Linked DNA regions of Mus musculus: all the other regions are linked to region 5. A link is a contact called in public HiChIP or PLAC-seq and promoter capture Hi-C data. All regions are on one chromosome and are shown on one strand. Each heading gives the region's core, a stretch centred on a gene start, on an enhancer-like site or on the middle of the called end of the contact. The rest is flanking DNA. Distances are from core to core; before and after follow the strand shown.

The links. Promoter capture Hi-C pulls out the DNA fragments that hold promoters and counts their contacts. HiChIP or PLAC-seq counts read pairs in DNA pulled down with a chosen protein or histone mark. Capture Hi-C pulls out chosen DNA fragments and counts their contacts.
Region 1: a contact with region 5 is called in a promoter capture Hi-C map of the 3T3-L1 cell line, with 2.9 times the contacts expected there. The contact joins the enhancer-like site here to the promoter of 4930505A04Rik in region 5. A contact is called at or near these places in 4 of 39 promoter capture datasets (the 3T3-L1 cell line, the C10 cell line, hippocampal neurons and 1 more), 1 of 484 Hi-C or Micro-C datasets (cerebral cortex) and 2 of 115 datasets of contacts at active chromatin or transcription factors (astrocytes and fibro-adipogenic progenitors).
Region 2: a contact with region 5 is called in an H3K4me3 HiChIP or PLAC-seq map of embryonic stem cells, with 6 times the contacts expected there. The contact joins the promoter of Psme4 here to the promoter of 4930505A04Rik in region 5. A contact is called at or near these places in 1 of 39 promoter capture datasets (cranial neural crest), 1 of 484 Hi-C or Micro-C datasets (olfactory sensory neurons), 2 of 115 datasets of contacts at active chromatin or transcription factors (embryonic stem cells and stem cell-derived neural progenitor cells) and 2 of 9 other capture datasets (adipose tissue and pancreatic islet).
Region 3: a promoter capture Hi-C map of liver shows a contact between it and region 5, with 2.6 times the contacts expected there. The contact joins the promoter of Eml6 here to the promoter of 4930505A04Rik in region 5. A contact is called at or near these places in 2 of 39 promoter capture datasets (cranial neural crest and frontonasal cranial neural crest), 1 of 484 Hi-C or Micro-C datasets (uterus) and 2 of 9 other capture datasets (adipose tissue and liver).
Region 4: a contact with region 5 is called in a promoter capture Hi-C map of embryonic stem cells. The contact joins the promoter of Erlec1 here to the promoter of 4930505A04Rik in region 5. A contact is called at or near these places in 2 of 39 promoter capture datasets (cranial neural crest and embryonic stem cells).

What each region holds. Positions count from the first base shown.
Region 1 is chr11:30,132,522-30,135,773 of GRCm38.p6, forward strand. All of the region lies in intron 16 of Sptbn1 (spectrin beta, non-erythrocytic 1), which reads right to left. Among named protein-coding and RNA genes, the nearest start is that of Sptbn1, 86 kb to the right of the region's middle. Within about 2 kb of position 1,815, at least 6 of the 459 cell types and tissues checked have an H3K27ac peak or open chromatin away from gene starts, as enhancers often do.
Region 2 is chr11:30,770,022-30,773,148 of GRCm38.p6, forward strand. It overlaps Psme4 (proteasome (prosome, macropain) activator subunit 4), which reads left to right and starts at 1,754. Exons shown (of 47, transcript NM_134013.3): 1 at 1,754-2,203. The coding sequence starts at 1,962.
Region 3 is chr11:30,024,745-30,028,056 of GRCm38.p6, forward strand. It overlaps Eml6 (echinoderm microtubule associated protein like 6), which reads right to left and starts at 1,289. Exons shown (of 42, transcript NM_146016.2): 1 at 1,146-1,289; 2 at 1-356.
Region 4 is chr11:30,952,719-30,956,189 of GRCm38.p6, forward strand. Erlec1 (endoplasmic reticulum lectin 1) reads right to left here and starts at 1,413. Exons shown (of 14, transcript NM_025745.3): 1 at 1,196-1,413. The coding sequence starts at 1,357. Asb3 (ankyrin repeat and SOCS box-containing 3) reads left to right here and starts at 1,680. Exons shown (of 10, transcript NM_023906.3): 1 at 1,680-1,851.
Region 5 is chr11:30,469,976-30,473,458 of GRCm38.p6, forward strand. It overlaps 4930505A04Rik (RIKEN cDNA 4930505A04 gene), which reads right to left and starts at 1,854. Exons shown (of 5, transcript NM_001100394.1): 1 at 1,767-1,854. The coding sequence starts at 1,789.

The DNA of each region.
Region 1 (3,252 bases), core at 565-3,064, 340 kb before region 5:
TTAAAAATATTTCATTAAAAAAGTCTCTGGAAATAAACCCTCTGTTTTGCTGGGACAAACAAAATCTGGGAAGTGTTTTCTTAGGGTCAGCACATAGAAGAGCTGGCTGTGGCTGCCACTTAAGCTGTTGGAGGACTTGGTTCTGTAAGGGTCATCCCAGGCGGTACTGGTTTTGAAGGCATGAAGCAGTCATGGACAGCCGCCTCAGCTGCTGGCACCACGAGAAGCTACTGGTGACGGTGCAATAGCATAGGAAACCCCATGACTGAAGGGGTCACGGAGAGGACTGAGGTCTGGCACCACATGTGAGAGTATCTGAAGAGAGCCCAGGAGAGGCTATTGGTGAAGGTTCAGCCCAGTTTCAGTGGAGACCCAATCATTCTGGAGGTGTCAATAACCAGGGAACCACCAGCATGGTCAGCAACAGTGTGGCGTGGCACTGACTTGAGCATAGGAGACAAGCTGTTGTGCAGTGGATGGCTGCAAGACCTGTTGAAACCCAGCAAATCCTGAGTGGGTCTCAGAAGTCTGACACTCAGCTTCCTACGACTTTGAGGTCACTGGAACTACCTCTGGTTCTTCCTTCTTTAATTAAGAAAGCATCTAAGAATTTTTTTATATGAAAGAAGTCATAGTTGAACGTCCGTGGACTTTCACAGAGACTTTGAAATTAAATAAAAATGGGTATTTCAAAGAGAATATAGATAAGAGAGGCTCGACTTAAAGACTGTGGGATTTTTTGATTGCTTTATATTGTCATATTAATATTAGCATGGCATTTTGAAGACCACAAGAAAGAGAGACTATTGCTTAATAAATGGTGTGTTTGTGTGTCAAGTCCAAAGGGTGTCAAGTGTGCTGGCTAGTTTTTATGTTAACTTGACACAGGCTAGCTAAGTCATTTGGAAAGAGATAACATCAATTGAGAAAAATGCCCCATCAGATTTACTTGTGGACAAGCTTGTGGTATAAATTCTTGATTGATGATTGATGTGGGAGGGCCCAGCTCAGTCCAGGCAGTGACACCCCTGGGTGGGTGCTCCTGGGTGCTATAGGAAAGCAGACTGACAAGTCATGAGAAGCAAATTAGTGAGCAGCACTCCACTATGGCTTGGCTCCAGGTCCTGTTTTGACTCCTTGCCCCCCCACTTCTCTGGAGATGGGCAACAAGCTGTAAGCTGAGAATAAACCATTTCCTCTCCAAGTTGCTTTTGGTTATGGAATTTTATCACAGTGATTGAGACCCTGACTACAACAGAGGGATTTTTGTATCAAGCTGGATAGAGGTTCATGCTGCACTACCCTGTGTCTGGACAATGCTGCAACCTTCCCTTTGCGCAGAAGCCTCCCTCCCATTTTCAGACCCTCAGGGAAGGTTTGGGGCTCTGATGTCACCTGCACCCATATTTTCTCAGCATACTTTACATTCCATAAGAAGGCTTTGTGGAAGTGCCTTTGAGCAAGAAAATAGACCTGAAGGTTTAGATATTTAATTATCTTGCATCTCTACAGCCTCTGGAACTCCCAGGTCTGTCTACAAAAATCCTTTTTCTTTGGTTTTAAATCCAGGGGCCTTTAGGGATAATGAAGTGATACTAGACTCGTGTTTATGTCAGCTGTTAAAAAAACAGATGGATGTGGAGTCAACAAGGGAGCCCTCTCCTCCCATTTTTTGTTTAGCAATAGTAAAGAATGTTCTTTCTACTTCATTTTTTTTTCTACTTCATTTTTAAATTGAGAAATCCTTGCTGGGTGTGGTGGTACATACCTCCTTCCCCCCACAGGGTTTCTCTGTGGAGCCCTGGCTATCCTGGAGCTTGTTCTGTAGACTCAGAGATAATCTCAGTACAGAGGCAGAGGGAGAGAGGCAGAGAGAGAAGCAGAGAGGCAGAGAGAGAAGCAGAGAGGCAGAGAGAGAAGCAGAGAGGCAGAGGCAGAAGAGATCTCTGAGTTTGAGGCCAATCTACAGAGCGAGTTCCAGGATAACCAAGGACAAACAGAAATGCTTTCCTGAAAAACAAGAACAACCCTGAGCTATCCTAAGGAAGCCCTGAAGTGCAGCAGCTAGCTGTCTCCAGAGTCACCGGCTTCCAACAGCCCTGTACAGCTGCAGCACAGTGCAACATATAAATAAGCTATGGAGGTAGAAAGCTAGCAGCATGTTTGTCCAAATGCACATGTCTAAGAGCTACTTCTGCCTTAGGGACCCAGCATCTGCACCTCATGCAGAGGAACACGGCATATTACACTCACAAAAGGAGACCTGACATTAGAAAAGAAGGAATTCTTTTCTTTTCTTTTTCTTAAATATTAGGAACTGGAGGATCTTTGGTTCTCACATTCACTTAAGATTTTGATAGAACTTTTGTTTATTCTTCAAAGCATCACACACACACAACTATAGTAAAAGTTATATTGTATCTTATAGGTGTACCCTTAGAACATATACAAGCTCCAACTAAAGTGCAAGAAAATTGGAACTGGGAATGAAGGCAACTCCCCTCTGTACCTTGTCTTATTTTTGAGTAGAATTCCCAGGAGACCCTTTGGGATGCTGAAAGCAAGACACTGTGGCAGTAAGCAGCTCTTTGAACTGCATAAAGACAGATGAAAAGCCCTGATATCACTCTCATGAAGACCTTAAATTCAGTCTAAACTGCAGGCAAAAGGTAACTGTTACAACAGAGGCTAATGACTGTCTACATGAGCAGCCCACAATGACTCTCATCAGTGCAGCTCAACACTGGACTGCTCAGGCCTCCTCTGTACTTTAACCAGTACAGGGCAGGACTCAGATACAGAAAACACAGACCTTTAAAAACTAGGGAGACAAGCTTTTAGGAGAGAAGAGGAAGAAGAAGAGATGATGCCCAACTGTCTAATCCTGGAGAATGCCCTAGACTAGGAGAAAATATCTTTTTCTATCATCTTAGGGTGTGCAGGTAGAGCATATGACAGCACCAGCTATGTCCATTTTTTAATAAAGGGCAGATGCTGTCTCTCCATAGCTTTCTTCAGTGCTCAGGACAAGCAAGTCTCACCTTCCTTCTTTCCTTTCTCCTTACAGGTGCCTGAAGAATGTCACATGGATGAAGGAGAATATGGCCTGGGCCAGGAAAACTCTGGCTTTCAAGGTCCCCTCAAGTGAGCCACCATGAGAATTCTGCAAGAGTACAGCTTATGGAGGACGGGCTTCGAGGCCTTCTTTTGAGGACATCTATAAACACTTCACAAGAATCAAACTAAGGGAGC
Region 2 (3,127 bases), core at 504-3,003, 300 kb after region 5:
CAGGATGCTAGTTACCCATGTACATGTCTCTTTCTGCCAAGTAGGATGTCAGTTCCCTGGGCCGTCTTGGGAAGTTAAACTTTACTCAATCTCTACTCAAAATGGAAGTCTTATTCCAAATAGCTTCTTTTATTGGTGTAGGCCTCTCTTTTATGTTGGGGTCTATTCCAGGGGCAGCTTATAAAAGCAAAAACCATAAAAGGTCATACACAGGTGCAAGAAGTGCTGTCTGGTGGTTGGTTCCAGTCCAAGGTTATTGCTGCTAACTATACAAAGCAGTTCTAACTGACTTATATTGTGGTTGGTTTCCAAGAACACCAAAACACAGAATGCCCCATCAACTCGGGCATGAGAAAGTTTCCTTATAATATTAGTAACAGCACAAAATGGGTGGCTAGACACAGGTCTTAACACATAGCAGTTTCATAATAGCCATGGCTACAGAGTAAAATCCAGTCTCAAAACAAAAACAAAAACAAAAAAACTAAAACAAAACAAAAAACCACAAACAAAAAAACAAAACCAAAAACAAAAACTAAAAGAAACAAAAGTAAATTTTATTATGCTGCCCTTAGGCTTATTGTTTTTTAGACATTCTCTTTTGAGATGGTGACTTTTTTTGTAAAATATTTTCTTGAAGATCTAGGGATGGAACTCAGCTTAGGAAAGAGGCCAACCACTAGTAGAACTCATAGACCAGCTGGTAATCCTTGTCTGTTTTTTCAGTTAGTTAGTTAGTTTGTTTTGTTTCGTTTTTTTGTTTAGCTCAGGTTGGCTTTAAGCTACAACCCTCCTGCTCTTGAGTTTCCAAATGCTGGGATGACAGGCGCATGTTACAATGTCCTCTCTTAGAAATTTCTTGTTATTTTTAAGATCAATCTCAATTCTCCAGCATTTACTTCTTAGTCTCAATACATGTATTCACTCCCTTCTGGCAAGCAATCTTTAACCAGCCTGAATCTTGAGTTATCAGAAAGCAAGCTTGCAGCCTCAGTCTTTTCTGTCAGCTGATAATTATTTCTTCCTCCTTTCTTTATCGAAATAACATTGCCATCAACCTTACAGATTAATTTAAAAATAACTTCTATGAAGGTGATATGCCTTCATTTAGAATTCCCAGGTATCTCGGTACTTATCCAGTATTTACCAATGCATTATCTTGTAATTTATTAGTTTGTTGCCAGGAAAGGCCTCTACGTCCTTAAGGGCAGAACTAGGCGTTCTTAAACTTTCTATAGGGACCTTAAATGAGAAGATGACACACAAAGTATATTTGTTGAGTAACTTTTTTGGAGGGTGGACGGGGAAATATCAGAAAGGTGGGGGGTAAAAGGACAGAGGAACACAGGGTACTATTGTGTATACAGATTCTTCCATACACGTTTTTTTAAAGATAGTGTCTCCTGTTGCCAGTAGGAAGCAGAGGTTGGCCTAGAACTCTTTGTGCTCATACTGCTTCGCTGTCCACACTCCCGCCCCCGGCTGGGATACAAGCTGCTCTTCCGTAAACTGGCCCAGAAGAGAGGATACTGAGCGTGGAGAGGTAGTCGGATTCCGTGTCTCTGGATCCTGCTGGAGCAGAGTAGGGTCTCTTGTTTCTCGCCGGCAGCCTCGCGTGGCAACCCCAGTCGCTGACACCAAACTCGGCTGACTGCAAGAAAGCAGCCAGGTTACCTCCTCCCCGCCTCCGTGGCCCCGCCCCGGAAGTGACTTGAGGCCGGTCCGGAACCTCCCGGCGCTGCGGCTGCAGCGTCACCAGAAGAGCCGGAGGGGTCCGGGCCGAGCAGCCGCTGCCACCGCCAACGAACCGGGTGCCGCGCGGGGTCCAGCAGCGCGCCGGGCAGCCGGGGCGGGAGGGGGGCCCAGCGGTCGGGCCGAGGGCGAGGCGACGCGGACGAGGCTGAGCCCGCAGCGGGGCGGGGGCCGGGGCCGGGGGTCGGGCCGGGGGCGGCCCCGGGCTAATGGAGGCTCCGGAGCGGGCGGGCGGCGGGGAGCCCCCCGAGCCTGGCGGGCGGCCGGTACTGGGCCCGCGGGCCTTCGTCCCGCAGAAGGAGATCGTGTACAACAAGCTTCTGCCCTATGCCGAGCGGCTGGACGCCGAGTCCGACTTGCAGCTGGCACAGATCAAGAGCAACCTGGGCCGGGCCGTGCAGCTCCAAGAGCTGTGGCCCGGGGGCCTCTTCTGGACGCGGAAACTCTCCACGTAAGTGGGCTGAAGCCGTCGGCGGGCCGGGCTCTTTGTCTGCGCTGCTGGTGCTGCTCAACTCTGTTCTGTCCAGACGGCGCTGACCTGGTGCAGGATTCCAGGGGCGCGGCCGAGTCCGGGGAGACCCAGTCTCCTCGTTGCTTTCCGTGGGACTTCTGGGTCCTGTCGGTCGCCTCTCACGATCAGCGTTCTGGTCCTTTCTCTTGACGTGCCAGGCTCTGGGGAGCCACAGGCGTACCCGGGCATAGGGACGAGCGGCTCCCATTGGTTCTCCCTGGGGTTCTGCGCTTGGAGCTGCGGGATAGAGAGCTTCGGTCTTTGGGGAAGCGACTCCTGTCCTTGCTTCTGTGGTTTTTTTGGGTTTGTTGTTTGTTTTTTGTTTTTGTTGTTGTTTTGTTTTGTTTTTCCTTCCTCGTCGATCCACTTTACACTTCTTACCGTAGGAAGTAGGGACAGTAAGAGGTTGTGTGTGTGTGTGTGTGTGTGTGGTGTGTTTTTCTGTGTTACTATGTTTCTTGGGGGTCTGGGTTGCTGTTCTGGCTTCCTGGATTTAATTGAAACGATTCGTTTCAAATGGACAGTCAGCGCATTCTCGGATTGAGTAGACGTTGAGAATGTTGTCTTAGAATTCTAGGAAAAGTGTATGTTCCTGTTGTGACATTTCCTCGGTCACGACTTCGCTTATTCTAAGGCAAATAGTGAAGAGCGCTGTTAGGTTGATCCCGGGCTTTGTTGGCCAGACTGTGTGGTTTTGAGTTGGTTAGTTCTTTTGTTTTCCGTACGCACTAGCCGCAAATTATAGCGTCATTAGAATTAGAACGGGGGAAAAGTAATGATGGAGCAAAAAGTTTGGAGAGGTCATTTGCTCTATGCGCGCCTTTACTTTGGCAGAACTTATTATATAAGATTTTTGCTGTTTTG
Region 3 (3,312 bases), core at 39-2,538, 450 kb before region 5:
CTGCGGGAGAGGAGCCGCCGACGCCGGTGCACAGCAGCAAGACCCCGCTGGGCTCCCCGACTCCTTCTCCCGGGGTCAAGCGGGCCTCGAGGGTACCAGTACCCGCACACACGCCTCACTGCACCTGCGGGCTTTGGGCGGCGGGAGAGGTTCTCCCCGGGGTCACCCGGCCTTTAAAATCAGAGATCTGCATATCCAGACACGGATTACCAGTTCTCCAAGTTTGAGGAGCGCGGGGGGCTTCGCAGCAGGCGGTGGGATTTATTCTGTGACAGGTCTGATCTGACAGGCAGACGGTTACTCCGGTTTACTGCTTTGCCATCACCGTCCTTGGATCCGAAACTGACAGTCTATATCTAGGATGCGAGAACGAGGAAGAGAAAGAATTTTTGCATGTCACCCAGCACAAGAAAATAATTACCAAACTAAAACCAAGTTGTGGGATTTTTGTTTGTTTATTTTTGGTTTTTTTTTTTTTTGATTGTCCACATTTCTCCTTCCATATCCACCTTAATTATAGGAAATACTCCCTAAACACTTCTGGCCGGTAGTTGCTGCTCCAATTTGCAGTAACACTTGCTGTTTCCTCTATAAAGCCAGGGTGAATATGCAATGGTCATTCTTTTAGATGTTCCAATTAGCTGTCATATATGTGTTTAAAATCCAAACCCTCTATGCGCCTTCTCTTCACAGAGAAAATCATAAAAACAAATAAATACTTAACAGCTCTCCCCTAATTAAAGACTCCAATTGCAAGTGTCATAATTTTTTTTTCTCTGAATCGGAGGAAATCCGGCTACCTACAAATGCTCCCGATCGAAAAATAATAATAAAAATAATAAAATAACAGCAACAATAATAAAGTGTCAAAAAAAATCATGCTCCTCTCCCCACGGAGATTTGAGCTAGCTATGAGACCCAAGGGCTCTAGGATCTTGCCTTTAGGTTGGCAGGAGGGGGGGCGGGGTCTCCCGTGGAGCCCGGGTGTCAGCGACACCCCATGCTCAACCTGGCGCCCACTTTTGCAGATCTGAGGGTTGGTAGCCCCAGGTACACCTGGCTCAGGCTCTACGGTCCTAGCGAGTTCCTGCACTCCCACCCGGACCAGCCTCGCACGTAGCATCCCTGCTTTCTCCGCCTCTAACCTCTGCTGCCGGCCTTGCGTCCAGGATCTCGCACCAGCCAGCGAAATCCTCTGCCTGCCCTCCCTCCCTCCCCGCGCTCCCGGGTTAGGTTTCGTCACCGGGGATCTGGGGACCAGCTCTTCCTCCTTCCCTGGCTCCAGGGGCGGGGCCAGCGCAGGGAAGAGTTACGCGGCGAAATTGCGCCGGTTCGGAAACGCAGACGCCTCCTAGGGCCGAAACCTCACCTCCCTTTGCCCGCCTGTTCCCTATGCATCTTGGAAATCGTAGTCCTCTGTAAACCAGCTGCTGAGGCGAGCGCCTCTAGTGTACTACAAGTCCCAGGATTCCATGCATCCGCAGGGCCTTAGTACCGGTGCCAGGGAAGTCTGCGTTTCTCCTATCGGACCCAGCAACTCACCCAGAATGGCGTTGGTGTTCCATGGTGACCCAGGCCAGCGGCATGCGCGTCTGTGCTGAAAGCAGAAAAGATGACGTGGAAAAAAATTCAGGGGCTTTCCTCAGGACTTTCACTTGCGCCAGTCCCAGAGGATTGCTGTAGCCCATCTCTTTCCTTGTTGCAGCACTTGACTAACGCTGTTTCCTACTTCAGTTTCCCCTATTATTCCAAAGGATTCTGATTTATCCAAGTGCAGTGTTACAAAGTTTAAGAAAAATACAGTGGCGTGTGGTCACTCTGTCATGTGTAGGGAAATAAGCGCCTTCCTGTGACCTGCCTTGTGCCCATGCAATAAATTTGGCCGTAAAAAACAGAAGCCAGTGGCTATTCTAAAACTACCTGGAATAAACTAATTTATTCGTTCTGATTTTCAGATTATGGCCGCAGCCAACTTTTGAGAACAGATTTTATAATCCACTTGACTAAGAAGCTACGAAAGGTTGATACTTTTGACTCTTCTGTGTTCAAGATGTTTCTTTATCTACGTGGAGTTTTAATAGGATGCTGTCCTGGTAGGAAAGGCAATGCTATAGATAAGCACCTAAGTGTAGTGAGCTGTTGCCTACAATGTTGAAGAGAAATTGAATACACTTCATATTTTCTGAGAAAACAGAGTCAACAAATTCGAGGAGGTCTCTCTCTCGCTCTCTCTTTAAGACAGTAAGGACACTACTAAACATTAAAACATGGCTTAGAGGGGCTTGAAATGTCTTGGTCTGCTTTCTATTCCTTTAATCATTTATGCAGAATTTTGTTTGTTTGTTTGTTTGGTTGGTTGGTTGTTTGGTTGATGATTCTAGAGGCAAGGAAAACCAAGAACATTGCGCTCATCATCTGATGATGGGCTTAACTACATCCTATGCTGGTAGAGGGCATCACATAGCATGATAGAACGAGAATGCTAACTCCTGTGTCTTTTTAAAGCCATTAGTGTCATGGTCGACCCAACCTCATTGACTTATTGATTTATCTAATGCTGACTAACTCACAGAAGCCTTATCTCCAAATACCATTAACATGTAAATCAGAAAATTGAATTTTAAATATATGGACTTTGTGGAATATGGTCAAACCATAGCAGAAACAAAGTTGAGAGCAAAAATCGAGATGGTGAATTTCGTAGAGAAATAAATTATATATAAGAAGACAAAAACATCTTCCAGAAATAATAAGGAAAAGCTTCATGGAAGAAATATGAAATATAGGCACAATTGAGATAAATTGAAAAAGATAAAAGAGCACTCTGCCTTTTTTTATTAAATAAAAGGGTGTACAAAAATACAGACAGATTTATTTAAAGAGTAAATTTTAAATGGAACTGAACAGAGATGTTTGTACTACTTAAAATAATGAAGAATCTTTAATTCACTTGAAGAGAAAAATAACAATAAACGTAATAGTAATTGGCTGGGTATATTGATGCATACTTTTAATCCCAACACTCTGTAGACAGAAGCAGACAGATCTCCATGAGTTCAAAGCCAGCTTGCTTTACATAGAGAATTCCAGGACAGCCAGGGGCTACATAGAGAGATCCTGACACCACCCCCCCCTCAAAAAAAGTAGTGATCAAAACATGTGGTATCTAATAGTCTGAGGCAGAGCCTGGAGTACTTCTTAAGAGACAGTGGCAATGGCCCAGAAAAAAATAGACATACTCTGTTGAAAAACTAGCAGTGGTAAAAGCCAGGCTGGCTTGGAACCCACACTCTTCTGCCTTCCAAGAACTGA
Region 4 (3,471 bases), core at 163-2,662, 480 kb after region 5:
AGGTGCTTTACCCTGAATACATTCAGTGCTCTTTAGAACAAAGGTTCCTCAAGTAAATTGACCAGTTCTACTGAAGATTGTTAAAGCACATTTTCAGATGTAGGCAAAATAGTGTAAACATCTTTAAATGATAAGGAGGAAATTAAAAACTGTATACTGTTGTCCTATCTAACAGAAAAGATAAAGTTTGGGCTGTAAAAGAAAACTAGTAAGGCAATAGATTGAAGTTTAAATGCTAATTAATACATACATTGAGGCTATACATTGTGGCACACACCTTTAAGCCCCGCCCTCAGGAGGCCGTGGCAGGCGGATCTGTTTAAGTTCTAGTTTGCACTTGTTTACTTTTTTGGCGGTGCTGGCAATGGAATCCAGATCTAGGTGTGTGGTAAATTTGTCTGTAGTAGTTACACATGGATAGACATTTCAGCACTACAATCATTCAAAACTGAATTTCCATTCTTGTTAGATTATACACCAAAATCTCGTATTCTAGGACTGGAGAGATGCCACAGAAATTAAAAACACATTATTACTCTTCTCGGAGGGGTGAGTACAGTTCCCAGTTCTCACATTGGGAGCCTCACAGCCACTGGCTCTTTCATTCTTGCCTTTTTACACAATACACATTAATTAACGATCATAAAATCCTTTTTAATCTCATGTTCTAGAGTCCTAAATAATAGTGGTAATACATTCAAGCCTCTAGTCTATTCTGCATGGCCAGTAGTATTCCGCATATAAGCTCACTAATATCTTCCAAACCAAATAGCCCTCTCAAATGCCTTAAGGGAAAAGATTCTCAGAAGCTGTATACGTCGTTTTTAAGTGTGTGTTGGAGAGAAAGAATGAATAGAGATGGGACTCCTGTCTGTTGGACGGTTGTGCGGGTAGGGTGATGTGCTAGTTAATTCTAAAACTTCCTCCACAGAGTGGGGCTGTAGAGAAGCCAGATCTAACGTAATGAGATTTAAAGGAGGGAGATGAAGTGACCGCTGATCTCCTAGTTAGTATGGAGGGCATATCCACTTAGTGTGCTAAACGAATTAATGAATGAACGAACACACTTAGGCTTGGGGTCGATAAATGCTTGGGAAAAAAAGGTTCTGGAAGAAAAAGCTAAGGAATCGAGGGCTGGCCCGAATGCTTCGTGCCAGAAAGAGGGGAGAAGGCTGCGGCTCGTGAGGGCACTGACCAGAGAGAACTCGGTACCAGGCCAGTTGACTCGGAAGGGGATGTCGTCGCTGAGCTGGGGCAGCGCTCGGCCGCCGCCGGACGCCTCCAGGAGACCGTACAGAACCAGCAACAGTGGCCCTCCGGGGACCAGGCTCCGCAAGCCGCCGTCTCCTTCCTCCATTGCCGCGTCCTCCAGCCACCGTCACAACCTCCTCTACCAGAGGAGAACAGGAGGAGGGGAGGAGGAGGGGGAGGAAGGGGGGGAGGAGGAGGGGGAGGAGGAGGGGGAGGAGGAGGAGGAGGAGGAGGAGGAGGAGGAGGAGGAGGAGGAGGAGGAGGAGGAGGAGGAGGAGGAGGAGGAGGAGGAGGAAGAAGAGGAGGTACTACAAAGCGTCCTTAGTGCAGGGGACCCAACCGCCGCCGCCACGTCTCCTTGCAGACGGCTGGGCAAAGCCGCCTCCGCCTTACAAGGGCTTGGGGCCACCGCTTCCGGGGCAGGCAGCACATCAACATCCGGGGTTGTTGAGTCGGTGGCCTACGGAAGCCCGCGCTTGGGTCGCGTTGCATTGCGTTGCTGCTGTAGCATCCTAGCGGTTGGACTCAAACGCAGAGGCCCGGGACTGACGCCGGTTGAACGGGTCTGGAGACGGCGCTTGGACGAAGCGGCCCGGCCAGGTGAGTCCTGGCCCGCGCGCTCAGTCCAGCCGCTAGGGACTCTCGGGATTTGGGGGTGAGTGGGCGGCGGCCCGCTCTCAGAAAGCAAGTAGAGAACCGAGCTGTGCAGAGTCGAAGTAGAACTTACAGTTCCGACTGAGCTGCCTACCCTCCAGTCTTTTGCTATTTGCACTCTCCATCTTCTCTCCAGAAGCTTCTCTTAGTTTCTTTTGATGGCGACTGTTGTCACGTCTGTCTCAGATGCTGTGTGTTTGGGGACACCCCCAGTGACACCTGCCACGTCCTTCGACTTTGGCATAGATTTGTTGGGTGGCTAGGCGCGTACAGTCCTGCATTTTTACTTCAGGAGAAGTTTTCCCTCCCTTGACTCAAGTGTTGGACTGTTGTTATTTTACTTAAGTCCAGAAAGTTTATGTCAAGGCCAGAGCCAGGTGAATGTGAAGTTATGAATCAAGTTACAGCAGACTGAATATAGACAGAAAGTTTTGGTTTTTGTCCCCTTCTTGAAAAAAGAAAATAATGTCCACATTTTTTTTCATCTCCTGTGTAATAATTTTACAGTGTTTGCCATAGAACATTTGGTAAGGACTGCCCATGTTGTGGTGTTAAAATCCACTGGGAGAAGAGACTTAGACTCAATTCAAATTTAGACTAAATGAACTTATTCTTACTGTTGGCAGAAGGAAGGGAGCCATAGAGCAAATACAGCCCACCATGCAAAAGGTGAATTAAGGTGGGGCTTTAAGGAGGACATCTGAATTACATGGATTACTGATATCCATGGAGTCTACATCTGATCAGGAAAATTGTCTCACTTCTCTCAGTTGTTTCTTACTTTCTCATTATACAGTAATAAAAAAAAAAAAACCATTTTATCCCTTCCCCAAAGCGATAGTAAGTTTTACAAAAGGCAAGCAGCCTTTAATGCTTTATAGCCCCATTGTCTGATTCTTATCTATCCATTAGGATCTCCCAGGCATTCCAGAGCAAAAGACTCATTGGCCAGTTAAGGGAAGCCTGGCTCCACGTTAAGTTTCGTCAGTCATCACAGAGGACTTCTACTCTAATGACTGAGATAGAGCAGTTCATTTTTCAGTGGGTAAAAACATAGTGCCACTAGATTAAGGCTGGCTGTCATATCCCCACACTCAAATTTGAACCAAATCAAAAAGCAGGAAGAGCAGTCCGTTTTTCAGCTTTGTAAGTTTTCTTTAAGGTAAAGACTCACACTATTAAAACAATATTGTTCTAGAACTGATGTTTTGTTCATTGCATTAGCTCATCATAATGTTTAATGTGTGTCAGGCATTGGGATTGGTAAGCTAGAGAGTAAATGGGCTCCTGTCATTTGTATCTCATTTTCTATCATTGAGATACTACAAATGAATAATTATGAACTAGGGGCTAGAGAAATGGTCCAGTTACTAAGAGTACTGGCTGCTCTTCTAGAGGACTGGTGGTCCCAGCACTCACAAGGAGGCAGGCTCCAACCATCTGTAACTGCATTTTGAGATCTGACACATGCATAGATATGCACAACACAAAACACATCATCATCATAGTCTCATAAAAATTTCTAACTAGATAGAATAATACCTAACATTTATTATTTAGTTTCTG
Region 5 (3,483 bases), core at 604-3,103:
TGTCTTTACTAAGCACCAGAAATACCCTTATGGATCAATATAAGTTCCATGCAGTGGTGACTATTAGTTCACTGATCACTGCTTGCCTGACACCCATATTCTGTTCAGCTTAGGTAAATGCTTTGTGTTGTACTCTTTATATACTTCAGGTGAATGTCCTAGACTTATTTTTCCACTCTGCCTTTGCTTCAGCTGTACACCCTTAACCCTCACTCCATTCCACATAAAAACATTTTTCAGATTCTTTGTGATCTTATTTCCTTGATTTGTAACAAAAATTGCTGCTTTGCAAAGGATTTAGAAGAACTGATTACTAGAAAAGTGTAAGCAACTTCTAAGATGTTTCTATTATATTCTCAGATCTGTGTATTTACTTAAAAGCTGTAACTTTCTGGTCTGAACTCCTTGGTCTCTGCTTTCTCCATCTGTTTCTCATGGTTGAACACCAACACATCTGTATCAGATCCTTGAAGGAAAGGACTGTAGGTGTTGGTTTACACATTTATGCATTTACTTGGTTCTGTATTTCAAGGTGTGGATGGCTACAGATAAATAAATGCGAAATGCCTGATTCTGTAGAAACATCTTTGTACAATGAAACACCTTATACAGACAAAACACTAATGTGCCTGAGACCCTAGGTTCTATATCAGCAATGCAAACAGTAGCAACAAAACAGAAAGCAGTCAGGCTTGGCTTGGAACCTCTGCCACTTAATATCTAAGGTTCCATTCCTTGATTTATATGAAAGAACAATAGCTATTGTAACTGATGTGAGAAAAAGAGCACTGCTAATGCATTCAGCGGGTCTCTACATGCCAGGTGCTACATGAAGCTCTGAGGATACAGCAGGGAAACAGATGAAAACTCCTGTCTTCACGGGGATTACATTCTAGGGAAGGCAGAGAAGAAATGAAATGGGGCATACACAGTCTATTAGATGGTGCCACATGATAACGACAATTTCCAGCGAGGAAGAGGCATGTAGGTATGTGGGAGGAGAGGCTACGTTTGGGACAGGGTATTTGTGAAGGTGGTAATTGAAAAAAGCAAGGGAGGGATGGGTACAAATTAAGGATATTTGAGGAAGGAACATTCTAGCAGAACCAACTGTAACTGCCAAAACTCTTATCAGAAATGTGTCCATCTTTAGACATAAAGCATGGTCTCCCAAATTATCAGTCAAACACATCTAAAGGTATCAAATAGTAATCTTTGAGGCTTGTTCTTAGGAACTTGTTTCAACCAGTTAGCTGTATGCAGGTGCCAGGGTGATCTAGAGGGCCGTAGCAGGTGTGGTGCGGCAGGCGCAGCCTTGGCTTTACTGTATGTACCCTGTGGAAAACATATTTTTTCCCCTTTTAAAAAGAGGCCATGTTGAAAAGGCTGCAGAGACTAGGGAAGCAAAGCGATGGCTGTATCCATGAGAAGCTGGTACTCGAGACTGAGTGAGGACAAGAGAGGAAGCAATGAACAGTGGAGTATGGATAATTTCAACATTGGAGCCGACAGAATTTGCTGACGAGTTAAATGTGAGGTATGAAGAGTGATTATTTCATGATGGCTTCAAGAAAGCTCAGTAAACGCTGCACTAGGAAAAAAAAAAAAAAAGATACTGTAATCACTCAAACCTTGGAAAGCAGGGGAGGAAACCTATTGGATGTATGTGGCCTGGATCTTATGTGCTGAGCCACTCCCTTAATCTTTTGCAAGAAATAGAAAAGGTTTTCAGAAGGGAAAATAGAAAGCTGAACCCTGGCACTTACTGCTGCTTCTCCTCTCCCTCCATGGCCCCCTCCAGCCTGCCACGTGGCAGCTAGGAGTGTCAAGAGAGAACACTGACCTATTCTTGCTAGAAAGGGGCTCCAGAGCGCTGCCACTGTGACTCCAGCGTTGCTAGGCGACTGAGAGCTCAGGAAGAAAAACACAAGCGACTGGGGACTGTGCGCAAGCGCAGTAAGTGTGCTCTGTTGGGCTTTCGCAGCTGGGTGTGGCTTGCTTCAATCCGGGAGGGAAAGAGTCCCTTGGTTTTTAACTACAGCCTTAGGTTGGACAGTGAGTTTGAAGTTGTAGAGCCCTAAACCTAGTGGGGAATCAGCCCAAAACCTAGTGGGGAGCCAGCCCTGTTGGGTTTGAGGAGTGAGCAAGGAAGGCTTCCAGGTCTCCCCCGCTGCCCGTGGAAACCTGTTTTCCATGAGCACTTCAGAGCTGTGCAAGTCCCGATTCTCATGGGGAAGCTTGGCTATCACTTTTTGACAGAATCTGAAGCTTTAAAATAGAACAAAGGAACGCTGCTCTGCAAATGAGGCTACCTGTAGTTTGTGCATCTGCCCTGTCTGAGCGAGGGTTCAGGAGACTGCAGGTTTAGGCAGACTCCCAGCTTGCATGGCTGCACTTTTCCAAAAGCCCAAGCTCCAGGGAAAAGACCTGGACGATCATCTAGCACCTTGAGCCTGGAAATTTTTACTCCATTTTCCAGTTTCCACTACCAGAGCCAAATGCCCTTGGCACGTGTGATAACTAAACCGTTTTTCTGTATAGGAAAGGAAATGGGGTTAGAGATGTTTCTATTGAACTGAACTCTGCTGTGTATGAGGAATGTGCATAAGCATGGGAAGCCAAAGTCATTTTGTAAATTTATATTCGCGTGGGACAGATGTGGGGTAGTGGAGGCTGGCCTTTTACTCAGGTCCTAAAGTCCTGTTAGGGAGAAGAGATTGTGGATACATTTGACATCCAGCAACCTACATACTTGAGTGTGGACTGTATGTGTCTCTGAATAGGGAGTTATGGGTCACCAAATATGAGGGAAATGGCTTGGAGAACCAGAAAGCTAGGAAGGGAGGGGATGGCATGCATGTTTGCTGAGCCAAGCATTCATTGGACCCACTATCCACAGGGAGAAACGTAGTTGAATCCTAACCATCAAACTGATTATGCACATAGGCCCTGGGAGCAACTGGTGTTTGCCTTGTGGATTCACCTCTTGCTAGCTTGTACATAAGGGAGACATTTAGTATCTCAGAGCCTAAAATTCTTCATTCACAAAATCTGAAAATGCCTAGTGAACTGGCTGGCTTGGTGGTTAACTTTACGTAAGCTAGAGTCATTAGACAGGGAGGAGCCTCAGTTGAAATGCTTCCATGAGATCCAGCTATAAGGCATTTTCTCAATTAGTGATCAATGGAGGAGGGAACAGCCCATTATGGGTGGTGCCATTCCTGGGCTGGTGGTCCTGGGTTCTGTAGGAAAGAAGACTAAATAAGCCTTGTGAAACAAGCCAGTAAGCAGCACCCTTTATGGCCTCTGCATCAGCTCCTACTTCCAGGTTCCTGCCCTGCTTGAGTTCTTATCCTGACTTCCTTTGGTGATAAACAGTGATGTGGACGTGTAAACCAAATAAACTCTTTCCCCACCAACTTGCTTTATGGTTATGGTGTATTGTGTAGCAATAAGACCACAACTGAGAGATCCAGAGTTACT